Regions from separate parts of the Mus musculus genome. Here all the other regions are linked to region 1. A link is a contact called in public promoter capture Hi-C data. All regions are on one chromosome and are shown on one strand. The core of a region is the stretch at or near the end of the contact, and the rest is flanking DNA. Distances in the headings are between cores, read along the strand shown.

Region 1 (2,816 bases), core at 165-2,664:
TTTTACATAAAAACATATATTTTTTTCACAAAGTACAGAAATTTCAAGCAGAATAGACAAGATAAAGTCCTATACTTAGTGAGACTTGAGGCTGCCAAAATTATTTTGAAAGATGTCAGAATCCAGAGACCCTAGTATCACAATTAATTGAATTATTTTCTATTGCCATTGATTCACCCCCTTCCCTGCCATTCCCCCACCCCCTTGTTAAAAAACAACAACAACAACAACAACAACAACAACAACAAAACGGTGCTATTGAAGGTAACACAGAGCCTTATGAACTCCTGTTTGAAGGGACTCTAGCCACCTTGAGCATGGCAAACATGTCTCTGGAAGGCCTGGTCCTTCTCTCTCATTTCCTCTGCCTTGCTAGAAACTGTAGCCCCCAAGGTCTATTCCCTTATTTGGTCACTTCCTGCTAAACCTAGTCCAGAAATCAAAGTATTTAAGTCCAGCAATCAAAAGCCCCCTTGTGGCTGTCCTAACTAACCTGTCCAATTAAACACCTCATCCGTACATGGGGTTCACCCTTTAACCTTTATAAACAGCCATATTCCTATGAGCCATGTCTGTCTCCTGTCGATTCAGAGGCAGTCCTATGTGCCCCCTCCCCCAACAAAAAAACCCTTCCTCCTCTCTTCTTTCCTCCTTCTTCTCCCTCCTCCCCATTTCTAGTCTTTGTCTTTTGCTCTCTGCCCTTTGTGTCTCTGGGGCAAATCTCCTTTTTGTGCTGGGAATTTGGTCTTGGGATGTCTTGCGCCAATATTTAGAATAGTCATAAAGGGCATGATAGTTCAAAGCGTACTGAAAATTGTGTGTATTATAATAACATGGCCAGATTGCCTGACAAAAGACTTTAGATAGTTACCCATCAAGCAACCATATGTGAATGAGTGTTTTCAGTAATTTTGCCTGTGGCTGCTCCTTTGAATTTTCAGCAATCTGGTGAGTGGGAAAATGTTTGGGAGAGATCAAAGAATGTTGATGCGACTCCAATGATGTGACTTTAAGATTAAGGTCGCCTCTTGGAAACCTTTCCCCCATAGCTGAAATGGAGTCATAGGGAATGAATGGGTAAGGCAAGAAGCCTAGCAATTTTTGTCCCAGGTCTTTGGTTTCTCTGGATGATAACACGGTTTCCCATCTATGCACGCTCAATTTGACCCTGGCTCCTCTCCGACATTTCCGCAGCTTACTGCGAAAAATACCGGCCAAGGCCGCCCAATGTCACAAGCCAAATGCCCTTTGGGGGAGACAGAACAACCCAGTAGAGACAGCAGTACCCCAGACAGCACCTTTGCGCATGCGTCTCCGCGCCCGGGGGCGGGGGGGGGAGGAGGTGAACAAATCCCACGTGATGCTTGTAAGCAACCCCCACCCCCACCCCACCCCGCTCCCCGCGGACTGCGCGTGCGTGACCTCGGGACCGCGCGACCTGCGCGCGTCTGTAGCGGGCGCAGGGGCAGCTGGGAAGATGGCGGCCTGGGCCCCTTGTCGGAGGTGGGGCTGGGCGGCTGTGTCCTTCGGCCGGCACCCGGGCCTGAGCGCGTCACTAGCTCGGAAGCCCCCACGGGCATGGTGGCTCTCAGGTTAGTGTACGGAAGGTGGGGCACTGGGGCTCTTTGGAAGGCCCGGCGACCGTCCAGTGCCCGTCTGGAGCCGGCTTGGCGCGCCATTTAAAACTGCTCTGGCTGTCTCGGCACTGAACGCTGCTGGGCAAGGCTAGGGGAGTCTGCTTTTCTGCTGAGGCCCTGCGGCGTTCTTGGAAGTCCTTGTTAGCGGTTACACTGCGATTTAAGGAGTTCCTACGTCCTCTGAATCAAACGTCAAGAGCAGAAAGAAAAAAAATAAGATGTGCATTTAATGTGTTTGGTTATTAGCTGCTCCTAGAGCTTTTCATATGGATATATGTCAAGTGGTTAGCCTTGCCTGTCATGGACTTGAGGAAACAAAGTATGTATGTATATACATGTAAATGCTGTCTTTAGACCTAATATCTGATTGTTCTTGTTTAAAGAATTGGAGTTACTCTACAATGGAAGCTAAAATGTGGATCAGTAGTATTACATGCGTAGAATACATGATTTGTGTACATGTATAGTTATCCTTAAATAACATCCTTGGTGTCCTCTTCACATCTTGCCACACAGCTATTAGATAGCTACATAGTGCTTGGAATACTAATGCCATTATATAACAAGTTTAGTTTTTTCAAGTATGTAATCGGTTTAACTTAACACTGTACATACACACACACAAGTATGTCAGTTCGATAACAAGAGTAAAATATATTTTTAAATTTCTTTAACAGTATTCATTGACAATATATGCATCAGGCTTTCAGCTAATCTATATTATATAAAGATGATTTATAGATTGAAGGTTGGATCTGTTGTTTTATAGCTAACAAACATCACTTCAGAGTAACTGCCTGAAATGAAATTTATTTGTTGGGAGGTAATGTCTGAAAGGGGATAAAAGGATACTTTGAGTATATAATTAAAGAAATGGAAAATGAACATTAATATTGATACAATCTATTGACCAGTAAACTGATCCCCTGTAGCCTTGTTTTAAATCCAGTTTTAAACTTGGCACATTTTTCCAGAGACTAAAACCTTGAATCTGTTTGACACAAACAAGGGATAACTTTAAAGCATTTGATTCTTTGTGTGTGTTTGGGGTCGGGGGTATGGATTGTTGATGTTTGTGAGACAGGGTTTCACTACATAGCCTCTGTCTTTCCTACAACTCATTGTACAAAACAAGGTGACCTGGAAATGGTAGTGGCCCCCCCGCCTGTGGCTCTTGTG
Region 2 (2,816 bases), core at 222-2,721, 1.9 Mb after region 1:
AAGTTGTCCCAATTTTTTTTTTTTTTTTTTTTTTGCCTTGCATCATCAAATCTATATTCATATGCTATTTCGGGCCCCATCTATTATGCAATGGAGCAACCTCAGTTTCCACTCACTAATGCTCTGGCCTGTGCCCTCTGGTATCTGGAGCATGGTTTTCACTAAGCGGAATGTGCCCTGTGCACACAGCTGCTATATTTAGGATAACCCACAAGAATGATTACCTGGGGCCCCCACAAAAGCCACTCGTCTAAGAGGATTTTTTTTTCTTTTTACAGGAAAGTAAAACTGAAAGGTAAGAGCAGCTGGTGAAACTGCTCTGCTGCTGAAAGCTGAAGCCCCTCCATTTCAATACTCTCCTTTACATTTAAAGCATCTATTTTTGTGACTGTTAAGAGGTATTCTGGAAGGCACACTTGGTGTGGCTGTGACTTTGCATGGCTGTGACTTTTGTAATGTTCCAAGTTTTAAATGGTGTCTCTTTTATTTTTAATTACCCCCCACCCCCACCCCAATTCTTCCTCAACCTCCTGATGCCTTTAGGTGCTAATACACAGAAGAGGTAAGAGATACAGGGAGGCTCTAACTTTGAATGCTCGTGAAATTTAGAGATAACCATATGGATAAAGTATTGAGATACAACCATCTGGACTTCTGGGTTCATTTTAGATACCTTGTGTAAAACTGGAAAGGGAAAGATATAAGGGATAACGTCAGAGAATTTCGTGTGATGATTTTTTTTTTCCTTTTAAAGACCCCTTAACTCAGATTTGAAGGGGGCAGAAGAAAATGTGCGGAAAGTTTCCTAAAATTGGTGGCAGAGTAAGGATTAGGGGCAAATTCCCCTCACCATGATGGACACTAGGAGACCTCTCCATAGATAGAAATAATCCTTACAGGATGCAGCCCATCACAGTAGTGAGTACACAGACCCTTTGGCTCCTTAAATCACGCTACCTAGGGCTGTGCAGGCTCTAGGGTAGCCAAGGCCAGGTAAGGATGCCCCCGGGGGAAGAGTGAGGAAGCGCAGGGCGGGAAGCGGCTGGCTTCAGGACTGTGTGGCGCCTAGGGCCGGCCCATGTTCCTCAAAGCTCCCGACTGGGATCACCTTGAGATTCAGCTTCCTTGATAACCGTTTCCAGCGACTCAGCTCCATCTTCTTCTTTGAGGCGGACCCTCCCTGGGGCGCCAGCAGCACGTTTTGCACTCTCGGGCCTAGACTTCGGCCACAACAGAGACAACTGCGCCTCCTCCCAGACTGCTTTCAGGTGGTTCTGGGAGTTGTAGTTCTGCCACCTAGCAGCTAGACAGGGGTCAGACATTCCGGAACTACTACTCCCAGGAGGCGTTGCGCGGGAAGCTTGCTTTCACGCTGTTACTATGGCATCGGCGGAGGTCACTGGGCTTCTTTAGCAGGGCCTTTGCGTAATTCTGGCGCTTGGTGATGACGCAGAAATTCCGGATTGGCTCTGCGGCGGAGACCGTGGTTTAGTGGGCCAAGGGTTCTACGAGTCGGAACACGTGTTATCTCTTGCGAAGAGTTTAAGGGTCCTGAGGGTGCGGAGTTGTGTTATCAACCGGTGAGTGTTCCTTTTCCTTGTTGAGGGAGGGTGAATAGCGCCCACTTTTTTTTTTTTTTTATTGCGTTGCAGTCTTGTTCCCACCTCGTCATTACTTGGTTTCTTGTTGGTCTAGGCTTTTGCCAGCTCCGAGTCTCCCAGTGTGATTGCCAGTTACAGTTCAGAAAGAAAAGGACCTCCGTTCTCCTGGCCTCTGCCAGAGAATGAGCTTCTCAGCTGCAAGTTTTTCTGAGTTTAGCAGTTACTTGGGAAGCTATACGAATAGGAAAGTCTAGGGCTCCTGGGATGGCTAATGGAACTAAGGGAAAATTGAATCTAAATAGCCATGCCTGGATGTTGTCATGAACAGCCCACTGAAGGCGTGTGTGCTTTCAAGGCAGGGCAGAAATTCAGAACTGGAGCTTTGGACCCGGCCACTTGTTGGCAATTCAGCTTACTTACTGGCAAAATGGGATTGTACCTAAACCCTGGGAGTATTGTAATGATTGAAAAAGCAACGTGTGTAAAACATTCTGCCAGGGAATCTAAACCAAACTATAAACTGGTGGAAATATGATAAGGAAAGCTGTGCCCCATAGACCTAGCACCTGCCCTCTAACTTGAGTGTGAACCAGTAAGAACATTGTTGAATGGGCTGTGTTACGTTCAGACTTTCCGCTGTCTCAATGGTAGTTAGTTCTTTTGGAAGAGTTAGTTTCATGGCGATTTTTTGGAAGGTGTGCCTATTTTTTCCTGAATGAAAAGCAGAGTTCAGAGAAGTGCATATAATACAGTGTGTGTCCATTTTTGGAGAACAAGTGTGTTTAAATGTTTGGATGAGTCTGGAGAAAGGCTGTCAATTTGGAGAAGATGGCTTAGAGGTAGAGGGGCAAGATGGGAAAAGAACAATTACACTGTAGCAAAATGGGAACTATCACAGTTAATATGGAAACATTGTATTTGACAAATTTCAGTTTCTTTTAAGCCACTAGCCTATATTATAGCCTCTAAAACTAATACATCTATAATTCCAGTAACAACTCTGCCAGTTACTACTGGTAACTGTCTTAGTCACTGTTCTGTTGCTGTGAAGAGACACCATGACCAAAGCAACTGTTATAAAAGAAAACGTTTGATTGAGGGCTTGCTTACAGTTTTAGAGGTTTAGTCCATTATCATCACAGCAGGAAGCATGTTGGCATGCAGGCAGACGCCTGAGCAGTAGCTGAGAACTGCATTCTCATCCATAGGAACAAA
Region 3 (2,816 bases), core at 211-2,710, 1.8 Mb after region 1:
GAAGTCGTAAGATTATTATAAAATCTGGGCATTCCATGACAGATCAAATTGAGTCCATGAGTAATGCTTAGATTCAGCTTAGCAACACCCATGATAGAGGTGGCCCATCAGGTAGAAAATAATTAATCACTTTTCAGTAGCAGCTAACTTGTCTTGCTGGCAAATTATAAGCTGGACACAAACTTGCACTCAGCAATAAAGACTGGGGGGCATGCAAGCTGACCGGAGTTGAGAGGCGCAAGCTTGGGCTCTCGGGAAAACCACTCAGGCACTTGTGTCAGCACCAGTGGTTTGTGAAAATAAGGACTTGGCGACTTGACTTGAAATTAGCTGCGTCCCCCGGGATTTAGGAAATGTTCAGGACGTATTTATTGTTTTGTTCTCTAGCTGTCTTTCTAGAACACGCACATATATTTATTTTTATTGAATATCCATTGCCTTTAGTCAATGTTTCCTTTCCCTCAGTGTCACCAAAGCCAAATGTCATTGCTAACAATGTTTTTGAGACGCCTGTAGGGAATAAAAATACTGGCTAAAGGGAAGGGTTTCTCTTCATGAATCCTAACTAATCTCCCTGGGGCAGGGGGCTTCGGAGTAATACCTTCTGTTCTGTTCTGTTCTGTTCTGCTTTGTTTTGTTCTGTTCTGTTCTGTTCTGTTTTGTTTGTGATAAGAACATAGGAAGTCTCTGGCTGTGAGTTTGAGTGACTGGATTAGAAACTTCAGATTGTTAAATTTAGAAAAATGTTAACTGTCAAAGTGAATGCTTTTGTGGTTTCTCTTAAAGCACTTCACCATATACCTCAAAGATTACCAACGTCACTTTGTAGATAAAACACTAAATATGTACGTAGAATTAATGAGATCTTAATCTGTTATGTATGGATTGACTTCAATAAAACCGGAAATGTTTAAGTTGTCGTTTTTTCTTCTGTTTCTGCTTAAAACCAAACCAAAACCTAGAAAGCCTGGGGTAGGGAAAACCTGTACGTAGGCCCATAGTTCTTACAGATTTGTGCTGCAATACAAACCCAGAGGGGACTCTCTTGGGCAATTTCATTGCAAATGTGCAGACTACTGAATCAAAAGTACCACCGAGGCCTGGCTGGAAAGCAGCTCCATCCTCCAGGACTCGCGAGCGAGAACAAGTTGGATAAGCCGGGCTTGGGGTCCACAGCGGGCCTCAAGGGAAGGCGGGCGACTCGTGGGGTGGCACCTCTGAAGGCGGCCAAGGTGCGGATCGAACCCCAACGCCTGTTGCCGGCGCTGGAGGACCGCAGGCGACCGGCGGAACTCTGGCGGCGCGCGAGCGCCGGGGTCCGATCCCGCACCCCGGCGGCACCGCGAGGGCCCCGGCGCAGGTGCGAGGTGGCCCGGCCGGAGCGCGGCGGGGGAGGGGCCTCGTGGGCAGGCGGCGCACGTGCGGGCGGCGGGATCCCGGCGCCGGGGGCGGGGCACCCGGAAGCGCGCGCCGACCTGCGGAGCGGCGACCGGGGGCGACTGGCTCGCTCGGCAGGCGCGCGCACCGGCGGTGCTCACAGGTGGGCGACTCCGCCCGGCACTCCCGAGCCTGCCGTGCGGGGTCGCAGGCTCAGCCGCGCCCAGGGGAGTCGGTCCTCCTCCCGGTCCCCGCCTCTGTCGGGAGGGCAGGTAACTTCCCCGCCAAGGTCATTCTCCAGGCCCGCCCACGCCCTCGGAGCGGCGGGTTCGGAGTGGGCTGGACGGGCGACCTCGGGGCTGCTGGGGCTCCTGGCATCCCCGGGCCGGTGGGTGGTTGCAGCGCCAGGGCGTCGCTGCCTGCACCTGCGAGGGTGAGTTTCCACGGCGCGCAGCCTTGGGGTGGGGACAGCCCGGCCCTTTGAGCCGGCACCCTCAGGTGAACTGGGCCGCCCTAGCTCTGCTGTCCCGGGCCGCGTGGTCGGCTGTCGCCATGGGAACGGCTGGTGCCCAGATGTTGCTAGCCTAGCTGGGAAGGGGAGGGGAAGGTGCTCAGAGCCCCAGAAGTCAAGGAACCCTCCTGTCAGGCCACGCGGAGCCCGAAAAGCCTGATGAAAGCAGGACCCTTCCCCCCTTTTCATTTTTTTATTGCTCAGGCGTTGGCGTTAATGAGAAGCAAGGATGTGTTTACAGGATGTGAGTTGAGTTCTTGCCACCTTTACCTTCTGTGAGCTTCTTATGCCTCATGGTGACAGGTACAAATCCGTACACTAAAGGGCAATATGAAGCCAGTCAAAAAAAAGAAAACCGAAGAACCTGAATTGGAGCCCCTGTGCTGTTGCGAATACATAGATCGAAATGGGGAAAAGAACCACGTGGCTGCCTGTTTGTGTGATTGTCAAGACCTCGATGAAGGCTGTGACAGGTAAGCTTACAGTTTCCAGATGCTGACCCCACTGGTTCTGTTGAGACCTACATATGTATATATATTCCTTCAGGTTTGCCGTCCAGAATGCTGAGGTTTGTTCTTGCTATTCCAAAGGATCTAAAATAGAGGATTGGTTTTTTGCTGTCAGGTGTGAGGATTTTAACAGTTTTCATTTTAAAGGATCATGGAGGATAGTAGGGTAGATTAGATGTATATAAGAACGCAATCCAGCACACACACTGCAAGTTTAAATGGACACTCCAGAAAGTTCTGTATTTTCAGTGATCTTAGTAGGACCCATGCATGGGGTTGTTCTCACGTGGTCACATGAACTTGAAGGGTAAAAGATAGCTTCTCTGTTCTCAGTTCACCCTGTATTTCCAGAGAGAGAGGCCATGTACACCTTGTGGGGAGTGACTGTTTTTCTGTGTGTAGCAACACAGTCCTGGTTG
Region 4 (2,816 bases), core at 197-2,696, 1.6 Mb after region 1:
AAAATAACTATTCTAGGTGGCCCTTACCACACTGAATGGAAATGCTTTTGTATCAAAAGAGTTCTACATTTCATCAATGCACAGACTACTACAATCACCAAACTACTAAAGCTAATCTATACAAAAGTCATAATGTTTAGACTACTGCCCAACCTTTTGACATTGTGACACAAACTTGTCTTTACAAGGTTCACTCTCTGGAACCATACAATGAAATTAAGAAAGGAAAAAAAGAAACCCTCAAGGGATTGGATATGTTTTCAATTTTGGGTTGGACCACTTTTATGTTCATTCTGGGTCACAAGTGGCTGTTGGCCTTTGGCATGCTTCTTGATACAGCTTTCATTCACAACTCTTGGCTTCTCAATGAATCTTCCTCAGTTTGCAACAAATACGTTGTGTATTTCCCAAGCAAATGGAAACATAGTATCCATACAGCAAGTCAAGTGTTCTGAGGGAAAGGAAAAGGTCACCGAGGAAACTGTCGGCCCTGCAAAGAGCAGATCTGACTGGCCATGGGGAAAAGCTACTGCAGGGTCCACTTACTCATCAAAGTTTCCTTTAAGACTCTGCCACTGTTACCCATAAAGTCGGCCAGACCTATCATGTTTGTTAATTCACTCAACTTAGTGGTAAAATGTTATCTGAACATTAGTTGGTTTTGGCAGTTAGTTTTTTGTGGTCTCTTATCTACAGATGAGGTCAATAAAAGCAAAAAAGACCCCACAGAGAGAAGAGAACTCTATCCCCAAAATGCCCAACCTCAGCCAAGCGTCCAGAAACCTCATGCTTGTTCAGGAAATTTGAAATCGGACAAGAATGCCATTCGCATGGACCAGTGCTATTCAGAAGCAAAAAGATGGGCTTCTAAAAAGAAAACGTCAGCCTAACTCTCCGACACAGAGGTGAAAGTTACAAAAGCAAGCAGCGAGTTTGACGAGTGGATCAGAAGGAAAGTCAGAAGACAAGTAAAGAGATGGAAGGGATGGCAAAAGGTGAAGGAGGCTAGCAAAGGCCACCCGGTGGGGACCTGGCTGCCCAGCTCTTTATGCACCCAGGACAGCATGGGGCCTCTGTCCGCCGGCGCGCACCGGGAGCAGGGCGAGCTCCCTCAGGCCTGGCACCCAGGGTGCGAGCATGCCGGAGTGAAGAGAGCGATCGCCCCGGGATAGGTGGGGAGTTCTGGGGACCCCAGGAACGAGGGGCACTCAGCCTAGCCCTCACCTCCCGCGGCTAGGAGGGGGTGGGTGGAGCTGAGCCCGGGGCCGCCCCCCGGAGCCGCCCCCGCAGCCGCGGTCCCGGCTGTCAGCGCCCCCTCCCGCGGCCACTCACCCGCCGGTGACGCGCTCCGGGCCACGGCGGCGGCGACCCCCGCCTGGGTCATGGTCCCAGGAGCGGAAGGCAGCGGTGTCTGGCCGTCTAGGCGAGCCTCTGGGTCCGCGGCCGCCCCCTGCTTCTGCGGGGCTGGGGGAGCGCGGGCCCGGGCCCTCCTCTCCCCCCGCCCCCGCCGCCTCTCCTCGCGGCCACCGCCGCCGCAGCGAGCCCGAGCCCTCGAGGCCGGAGACCCGGCGGCAGCACGGCCTCAACTTTCCCAGCCCCCCTCCCCCCGCCCCTCCCGCCCCTCCCGCGGCCGCCGCTCGGCACGCGCACAGCCTAGCCTGGATGCGCCTCGCTCCCGCCCCGACCAACCGGCCGGCCAATCCGGTGCTGGGGAGGCTGCCACCGTGGCCAGTCAGAAGCCGGGATTCCGCTGCGCTAGGCTGGAGGGCGGGAGGAGAAGGAGGGAAAAGCTAGGAGGGAACAGGCCTCGGGCGGCCCAATGACCAAGGCCGGGGGGCGGAGGTGTGCAAGTTGGGTTGAAAGAACAGGAAATATTCTTAAAGGTAGAGTGACAGGCAGAAAGGAAAGCCAGTAGGTGGATGAGAAAGAGGTGGGCCTGGTTCCTTAAAGGGGACGCTTTGAGAAGCTAGGAAAAAAAAAAAAAAAAAGAGGTTTTTAAGAAACTTCCTCGCACCCTGTTCTGTATTATGCTTATGGCAGCTTTCAATGCAAGCGTAGAAATGAAAAAAACTGAAGAGGAGGAGAGTGGCAAAAGATAGACAAGTACCTTTAGCCTGGAGGGTTAGAAGGTGGTAAATGAAGGTGGAAAATCCAGTCCTATGTGACTTCCCTCAGTGCACTATCTTTGGATATTGGAGACTGCAGGAATTCGTATACGGTGGACTCTTGACGTCCTTTATTTGCACGAAGCCCGTTTTCAGAAAGGTTCTGCAGTCCCCTGCTAAGGAAGTGAGTGCGTGGCTTTGGGGGATGGGATTGGAACCTTAAATTTAGGCTACTAGACACCCTTATTTAGGACCGGAGACCTCAGCGTCCTCTAAAGTGCCTTTGGAGCTCTTGAACTATCCAGCTATCTTTTTCTAGTTTTGTTTCATTTCACAAGCCCGCCTCCCCGAGACAGGTGTCTGATTCTCCACCTAGTGGTGGTGAAAGATTTATGAGCTTTTCACAACCAGATATAGCCAATTGGACTGGAACGCAGGGCATAATAGAAATACTACTTGAACCTATGTACAGTAGAAACAGACCTTGCATTGAGAAAAAGGTTAACAGTAACCCCGTTTTATGTTTCCTCCGCACTTTGAAAATCTGTGATAAAATAGGCCCTTACTGTTACTTCAAATTTGGTGCTAATAGGCAGTTTGATTTCTTTTTCACTTCCTTGTCCCATCTGGGCCAGGCCAGTGAGTTTTTTTGTTGTTGTTGCTGTTTTTCGAGACAGGGTTCTCTGTGTAGCCCTGGCTGTCCTGGAACTC
Region 5 (2,816 bases), core at 190-2,689, 1.4 Mb after region 1:
TCTGAACAGCCTGTTATTAATTTTCCTGTAAGGTTTTCTTCCCATTCATCCATCCACTCCACGTTATCAAGTAACTTTCAACGTGCTTGCTAGGCACCAAATAAAACAAAACAGAGAAGTAGCCTGTGCCCTCTCAGAGGTACGTTTCTCAAAAGATCATAACTAAACAACTTCTTACAAAAGGCAAGCCTGAAAGTTAATTCTTTGTGTCAAGGAAGTTCCTAATCTTCAATACACATGAAGAAAAGCTGCCTCCTCTCCTTAATTCCCTCCACAAAGTCGGGCTGAAAATAAAGAGTAAATAAAAGAAAATCAGAATGCTGGGCAGTGGTGGCCCAAGCCTTAAATCTCAGCACTTGGGAGGCTGGGGCAAGCAGATTTCTGAGTTCGAGGACAACCTGGTCGACAGAGTGAACTCCAGGACAGCCAGGGCTACACAGGGAAACCCTGTCTTGAAAAAAACAAAAAAAGAAAGGGGGATGGGGGGAGAAAATCAGAAAGAAAATGTTCTCTGCAAGTGGGTGTGTGTGTGTGTGTGTGTGTGTGTGTGTGTGTGTGTGTGTGGAACATTTACAGAATTTGTTTCAGTCTGAACAATAACAGTCTAAAAGCTAACTGAGGGCCCCTGCAATTTGAGGGCTATACAAAAGACCACTGGAAGCCCTTGCCTGCTCTTAAGGAGGGATGGTGGAATTCTACCAGATTTACCTTAACTAGTATGAAAACAAACTGGGGGACAACCAGAACACTGTCCCTGCCATCAATCTTACCCGGATACAGGGATACAGGGATCTCAACGTTTTACTCCCTCGTAAGATTTTAATGGAGCCCACTGTAGAGAAAAATCCAACTTCAAGAGCTGCTCTTCGTGCGGCCCCAGTTTTCCCTCCCACCCATACTGAGACCCAGCTGTGACCTTCACAAGCAGTGCCATGCACTGTCTGGAACAATTTCCTATTTTTGACTCCCAAGCTCAAGCCTGTCCCAAACTTTCAAACGGCCCCTTCCTTAGAAACCCTCACCTAAACGCTCAACTTAAAGGACGCGCCCTGTCCCAACACCCGATACTCTGCCACTCCCTAGCGGGACAGTAAACAACTGCATCACCCGCCGGCCTCGGGATTTCTCCCGCCAGCAGGGTGCGGGAACGCGGCGCGCGTGCGCGGGGCCCGCTGTCCCGCGGGGGATCCAGGCGCTCCCCGGAACCGCACTCTCAGGCTCTGCGAGGCGAGCGGCCGGCCCTGGGGTGCGCACGCCCACCCGGGCGCCGAGACCCAGGCGGAGACGCCGGCCGCTTCTCCTCGCCCTATGCCCCCGCTTCACCCCAACCTGCCTTGCCGCTGGCCGACTGTGCCTCCGCCCCGACTAAAAGTTCAGCCTCCAGAACCACAGAGCCCGCCACGGGGGAACGCGGAAAGTGGCTTCCGGGCCGTTGCCTGGGTTACCAGAGCTCCGCCCCCACGCCTTTGCGTACATCCGGCGAGCTCCTCCGAGGCGACCCAGAGGCGGTACTGGCGTGGGGCTCTGCAGTTCTCACCCAAAGGGCCAAATGGCGCGCCTGTCATAAGCCTCTAGAAGTCTCCAAAAGAAACTTGCACACCAACCTCCACATACCGCACTTCCTTGCCTTAACTTTTGATCGTTTGCTTAGAAATATGTCTTGCTACCTCCCAGTGGAGCCAAACGCGCTAGGTTCACCGGGAACTAAAACTGACCCTGCTCTCAGCAAGTTTACAACCCCATAGCAGCAAGCTATTGACGACCGAAATGTATAAGGTGAAAACTGTATACATGCTAAGAAGGAACTGTACAAACTAGATAGTGACCTTATGGGAATATTTCAATATCGCAGGAAAGCTGAAATGAAAGGAGGAGTAGATTATTTAAAAAGAAAGAGCATTTCTACAGAGGGAATTGCCTGTGCAAGGATGTACGTCAAACTGCAATGGAGGAATAGAAGTTGAGAAAACTTGGTGATTGTGCTTGGGTGGAGGCAGGATGTGCATAACTTCATAAATCATGTTAAGGACTTTACAATGAATGTCTTACCCTTGATAAGTTCCTTGGAAACCCCTGACCTTCAATTGTTAAGGGGAAAGCTACACACGGATCAACAGGTGTATATTCAGTGTCATCCAGGTGCAATGAACTGCCTTCTGAGACTTTCCACTCTGATCCAATGTGGACGTGTTGTCTATGTAATCGTCATCACCCCTTCCTCTCCAACTTGCTGTAGTCACTTGCCAAGTAACCAGCACTGGCTCTCCTAAGTGCTTGTCCATGCTGACTCATGCCCCCCAACTTTAGGTAAGCCCCTACCTAAAGTTGATGGAGCATCCTGTTAGGTCTCTGCTCCGTTAATTCTCTCACTCCCCTAGATAACAGTAGTATACTTTCTTATTTATCTCCTCTAACCTCATGCCAGTCTATGGACTTGCTTCTCATTTCGTTTTTAACACTGAATTAATTTCAGAAAACTTAAATCCGCTTCCATCACTGTTTCTGCCTTCTATCAACATATTTACCCACAGAGTTCATCTTTTCCTTCAACTTCCAAAACCCAATGAAACATGTGTGCGCATGCACACACACAAGAAAACTACAAAGTACATAATAATCAAATCAATCAAAACTAGTGATAAAGAAAAAAAATCTAAAAACATATGTGCACAAGAACATAAAAAGGGTATATAACAATTTCTCTTTAGAAACAAACTAGACAGTAGGACAATAATATATGTTGTTCCACTTGCTTCCTTGTTTTATTCTTTTCCATATATATATATATATATATATATATATATATATATATATAT
Region 6 (2,816 bases), core at 113-2,612, 1.0 Mb after region 1:
GACTGGGGTAAAACCTGTCTTAGAAATAACAAAAAGTAACTGACAGTCATAGGACCAAAAGCAGCTTCAAAAACAAAAAGTTGGATGTAACCGTGAAAACTACAGTATTTCGTAGCTGTGTCTCCCGGTAGCTGAATGTCCCTTCGTGATTAAACATCCTTCAAGCTTAGGTAGGCTGCTCTCGCTCTGGCGCACACCTTTAATCCCAGCACTGGGGAGGCAGAGGCAGGGGGACTTCTAAGTTCAAGGCCAGCCTGGTCTACAGAGTGAGTTCCAGGAAAGCCAGGGCTACACAGAAAACTCAGTCTCAAAAAACAAAAACAACAACAAAAAACTAAGGCAACCCAGGTATTAACTCACAATTCGAAAGACCCCCACCTCATTATAATATTTAGGTTTGAATATTTTATTACGTTTTGGGGGGGTCGGGGTTGTAGCACAGCATTAAATCCAGGGGGAGATGTAGAACATATTACTTGCAGAAGTTGGTTCTCGCTTTTTACCACGTGAATCCTGAGAATCCTCATTTCGGCTTGGCCATACGCATGGGCCCATCTTTTCGTCCCACCCACCCAATAGGCTTTTCTAAAGGATCATGGGAAGAACGTTCCAAACGAGAGCCGGCCCGTGATTTGGGAGCGGGTAAATCAAATCGCCCGATCCCTCTTATATGGTTAACACCTCCACAGCATATATACTAACAAACTAAATTAAAACTCACAACACAGACCCCACCCCCACACACATCTCTTTGCGAGTCCCTGTTTTCTAAACAAACTGCTCTAACTATCTCATTTTTCCCCACTTGAGAAGAACCGAGAGACCAGAGTAACTCCCTCGCCCAGTAAGGGGAAAACGAGCTCTTGTATTTTAGAGACAAGCCGGAGGTCCGAAGCCCCGGCGTACGGTACTTGGGTGACAGCCCCGATCCTTGGGGACAGCACAGGACCCAGGCAGCGTTTGGGGGCTACACATGCAGGGCCGGGACTAGTCGTGCTCTCCTGTTCCAGCACAGTCACGGCGAAGCCCAGGCGCTTGCCAGCAATCCTCATGCCACACTATCCAGGCCGGACCTTCCGCCTGGCGCTCCCCTTCCCGGCGTGCCCCGCGCTCAGGAAGTCCCACCCCGTCCCACGTGAGCCCGCCCGCCGGTTCCCGGAGACACGCTAGGACTTCCTTGCCGGCCACACTCACCCAGGGTGGCGCTGGGGTCCCGCACGGTCAGCGTGCTGCAGTTCCCCGCCTGGGGGATCCTCACGCGGTTCCACGGCTCCGCACCCGGCCGCACCGCAGCGGCCATCTCGAGCGGCGTGGGAGGGCCGGGGAAGGCCGAGCGGAGCGTGAGCGAGTTGAGCGGCCTGGGCAGGAGAGGGAGGGAGGGAGGGGACGAGGGCGGAGCGGGGCGGGCCGGAGGTGTGGGGCCCGCCCCGGGGCGGAGTCACGGCCCGTTAGACCCGCTGGGAAAGGAGAAACGTGTTAGAGTATTCTGAGGCTCCTACATTTTTAGAGCAACTTCGAAGCTATGCATTTTACTGATGGATCCGAGTGAGGCCCAGCCTTTTAACTCTTACTCGGATATTTTGAAAAGAAGAACTCGCATCATATCAGCAAATGTGACATTCGTCACGTAGTCACGATTTATTTGGAGTAGTCAAGGAAAACTATATAGCTTGGATATAGCTCAACTTCAATAATTACAAAAAACCCAGAGGTTGTCTTGACCACCCATTATCACCGTCATTTTCTCCGACAAAATATTCCAGGCTCTGCTGGTTCTGATCACTGATTACTGGTGATTGTTCGTTTTAAGTCCTTGGGGCCTTCTTGCTTCTGTTCATAAGGTTTCTTTCGCAGGGTGGAGAGGAGCAGTTGGTGGGCATTAAGTGAGACTGCCAAGTTGCTTCATTATGTCTGCGGATTACCATATATTATCCCAAAAAGGTAATTTCTTCAGACCTCAGTGTGCTTGGGGGTAAAGACTTCTTAGAACAGTGCCTGCTGTACAAATTTTTACTCTTACTAGACGTATTTAACGCAAGTAATCTTGCCCTACTGAGATGCTCTCTGTCCTGTGTGTTCCTTACAGATAATTGCTCGTTTTTGTTTTTGTTTTTTTGTTTTTTTTTTTTTTCTGTTTTTTTGGGTTTTTCGAGACAGGGTTTCTCTGTATAGCCCTAGCTGTCCTGGAACTCACTCTGTAGACCAGGCTGGCCTTGAACTCAGAAATCCTCCTGCCTCTGCCTCCCAAGTGCTGGGATTAAAGGCGTGTGCCACCACTGCCCAGCTTAATTGCTCTTTCATTTGAACCATTTTGAAACAATCTCACTTCTTCAGTCAGCTCTGGGATCACTATCTTTAATAACACTTCGTAAACTATCCTCACACCATAACGACTTAAATGCCCCTCTAATGCACTACCAAATTACCTGTGTGTTAGTTTCCTATTTGGGCTGTAACATATTACCACAGACTTAACAGAATCAACATAATGTTTCTGGACTTGTGGAAGACAGAAGATATTTTAGTTGGAGATGTGTCGTGTGTGCACGTTGGAGGCTAAGGGTAGTGGTCAGGGTCTTCCTTTACCACTACCCACCTTTGCTTCTGAGTCAGGCTCTCCCGCTGATCCTGGAACTCAGTGTTTGGTGATCAGTCCCCAGAGGCATCCCTTCTCCATCCCAACCCTCTGAAACGCCTTCCTAGCCCCAGTTCAGTCTTACTGAGCTAAAATTAGCTGTTTAATGGGCTGTTTCCTTCTGAGGGCTTTAAAGAAGAGTTTCCTTGACTTTTCCAGACTTTTAGTGGTTGCTGCATTC

Evidence for each region. Promoter capture Hi-C pulls out the DNA fragments that hold promoters and counts their contacts. Capture Hi-C pulls out chosen DNA fragments and counts their contacts.
Region 2: a contact with region 1 is called in a promoter capture Hi-C map of pre-B cells, with 2.9 times the contacts expected there. The contact joins the promoter of Qtrt2 here to the promoter of Abhd10 in region 1. A contact is called at or near these places in 3 of 39 promoter capture datasets (the C10 cell line, liver and pre-B cells), 1 of 484 Hi-C or Micro-C datasets (CD4 T cells) and 2 of 9 other capture datasets (adipose tissue and liver).
Region 3: a promoter capture Hi-C map of pre-B cells shows a contact between it and region 1, with 3 times the contacts expected there. The contact joins the promoter of Zdhhc23 here to the promoter of Abhd10 in region 1. A contact is called at or near these places in 3 of 39 promoter capture datasets (the C10 cell line, liver and pre-B cells).
Region 4: a contact with region 1 is called in a promoter capture Hi-C map of pre-B cells, with 8 times the contacts expected there. The contact joins the promoter of Usf3 here to the promoter of Abhd10 in region 1. A contact is called at or near these places in 5 of 39 promoter capture datasets (the 3T3-L1 cell line, the C10 cell line, liver and 1 more) and 1 of 484 Hi-C or Micro-C datasets (CD4 T cells).
Region 5: a promoter capture Hi-C map of adipose tissue shows a contact between it and region 1, with 4 times the contacts expected there. The contact joins the promoter of Spice1 here to the promoter of Abhd10 in region 1. A contact is called at or near these places in 2 of 39 promoter capture datasets (embryonic stem cells and pre-B cells) and 1 of 9 other capture datasets (adipose tissue).
Region 6: a promoter capture Hi-C map of pre-B cells shows a contact between it and region 1, with 5 times the contacts expected there. The contact joins the promoter of Nepro here to the promoter of Abhd10 in region 1. A contact is called at or near these places in 7 of 39 promoter capture datasets (the C10 cell line, hematopoietic stem and progenitor cells, liver and 3 more), 2 of 484 Hi-C or Micro-C datasets (B cells and pre-B cells), 1 of 115 datasets of contacts at active chromatin or transcription factors (astrocytes) and 2 of 9 other capture datasets (adipose tissue and liver).

Annotation. Positions count from the first base shown.
Region 1 is chr16:45,741,553-45,744,368 of GRCm38.p6, reverse strand. Abhd10 (abhydrolase domain containing 10) reads left to right here and starts at 1,414. Exons shown (of 5, transcript NM_172511.4): 1 at 1,414-1,592. The coding sequence starts at 1,478.
Region 2 is chr16:43,888,331-43,891,146 of GRCm38.p6, reverse strand. It overlaps Qtrt2 (queuine tRNA-ribosyltransferase accessory subunit 2), which reads left to right and starts at 1,471. Exons shown (of 9, transcript NM_001356329.1): 1 at 1,471-1,580. It overlaps Ccdc191 (coiled-coil domain containing 191), which reads right to left and starts at 1,245. Exons shown (of 16, transcript NM_027801.1): 1 at 1,109-1,245. The coding sequence starts at 1,156.
Region 3 is chr16:43,978,453-43,981,268 of GRCm38.p6, reverse strand. Zdhhc23 (zinc finger, DHHC domain containing 23) reads left to right here and starts at 1,460. Exons shown (of 5, transcript NM_001007460.2): 1 at 1,460-1,810; 2 at 2,093-2,361. The coding sequence starts at 2,219. It overlaps Gramd1c (GRAM domain containing 1C), which reads left to right. Exons shown (of 17, transcript NM_001359085.1): 17 at 1-919. Gm46552 (a long non-coding RNA gene) reads right to left here and starts at 1,396. Exons shown (of 2, transcript XR_001781930.1): 1 at 1,031-1,396.
Region 4 is chr16:44,172,027-44,174,842 of GRCm38.p6, reverse strand. Usf3 (upstream transcription factor family member 3) reads right to left here and starts at 1,446. Exons shown (of 8, transcript NM_001029889.2): 1 at 1,333-1,446.
Region 5 is chr16:44,346,024-44,348,839 of GRCm38.p6, reverse strand. Spice1 (spindle and centriole associated protein 1) reads right to left here and starts at 1,439. Exons shown (of 18, transcript NM_144550.4): 1 at 1,334-1,439.
Region 6 is chr16:44,722,847-44,725,662 of GRCm38.p6, reverse strand. It overlaps Nepro (nucleolus and neural progenitor protein), which reads right to left and starts at 1,362. Exons shown (of 9, transcript NM_145972.4): 1 at 1,195-1,362. The coding sequence starts at 1,300.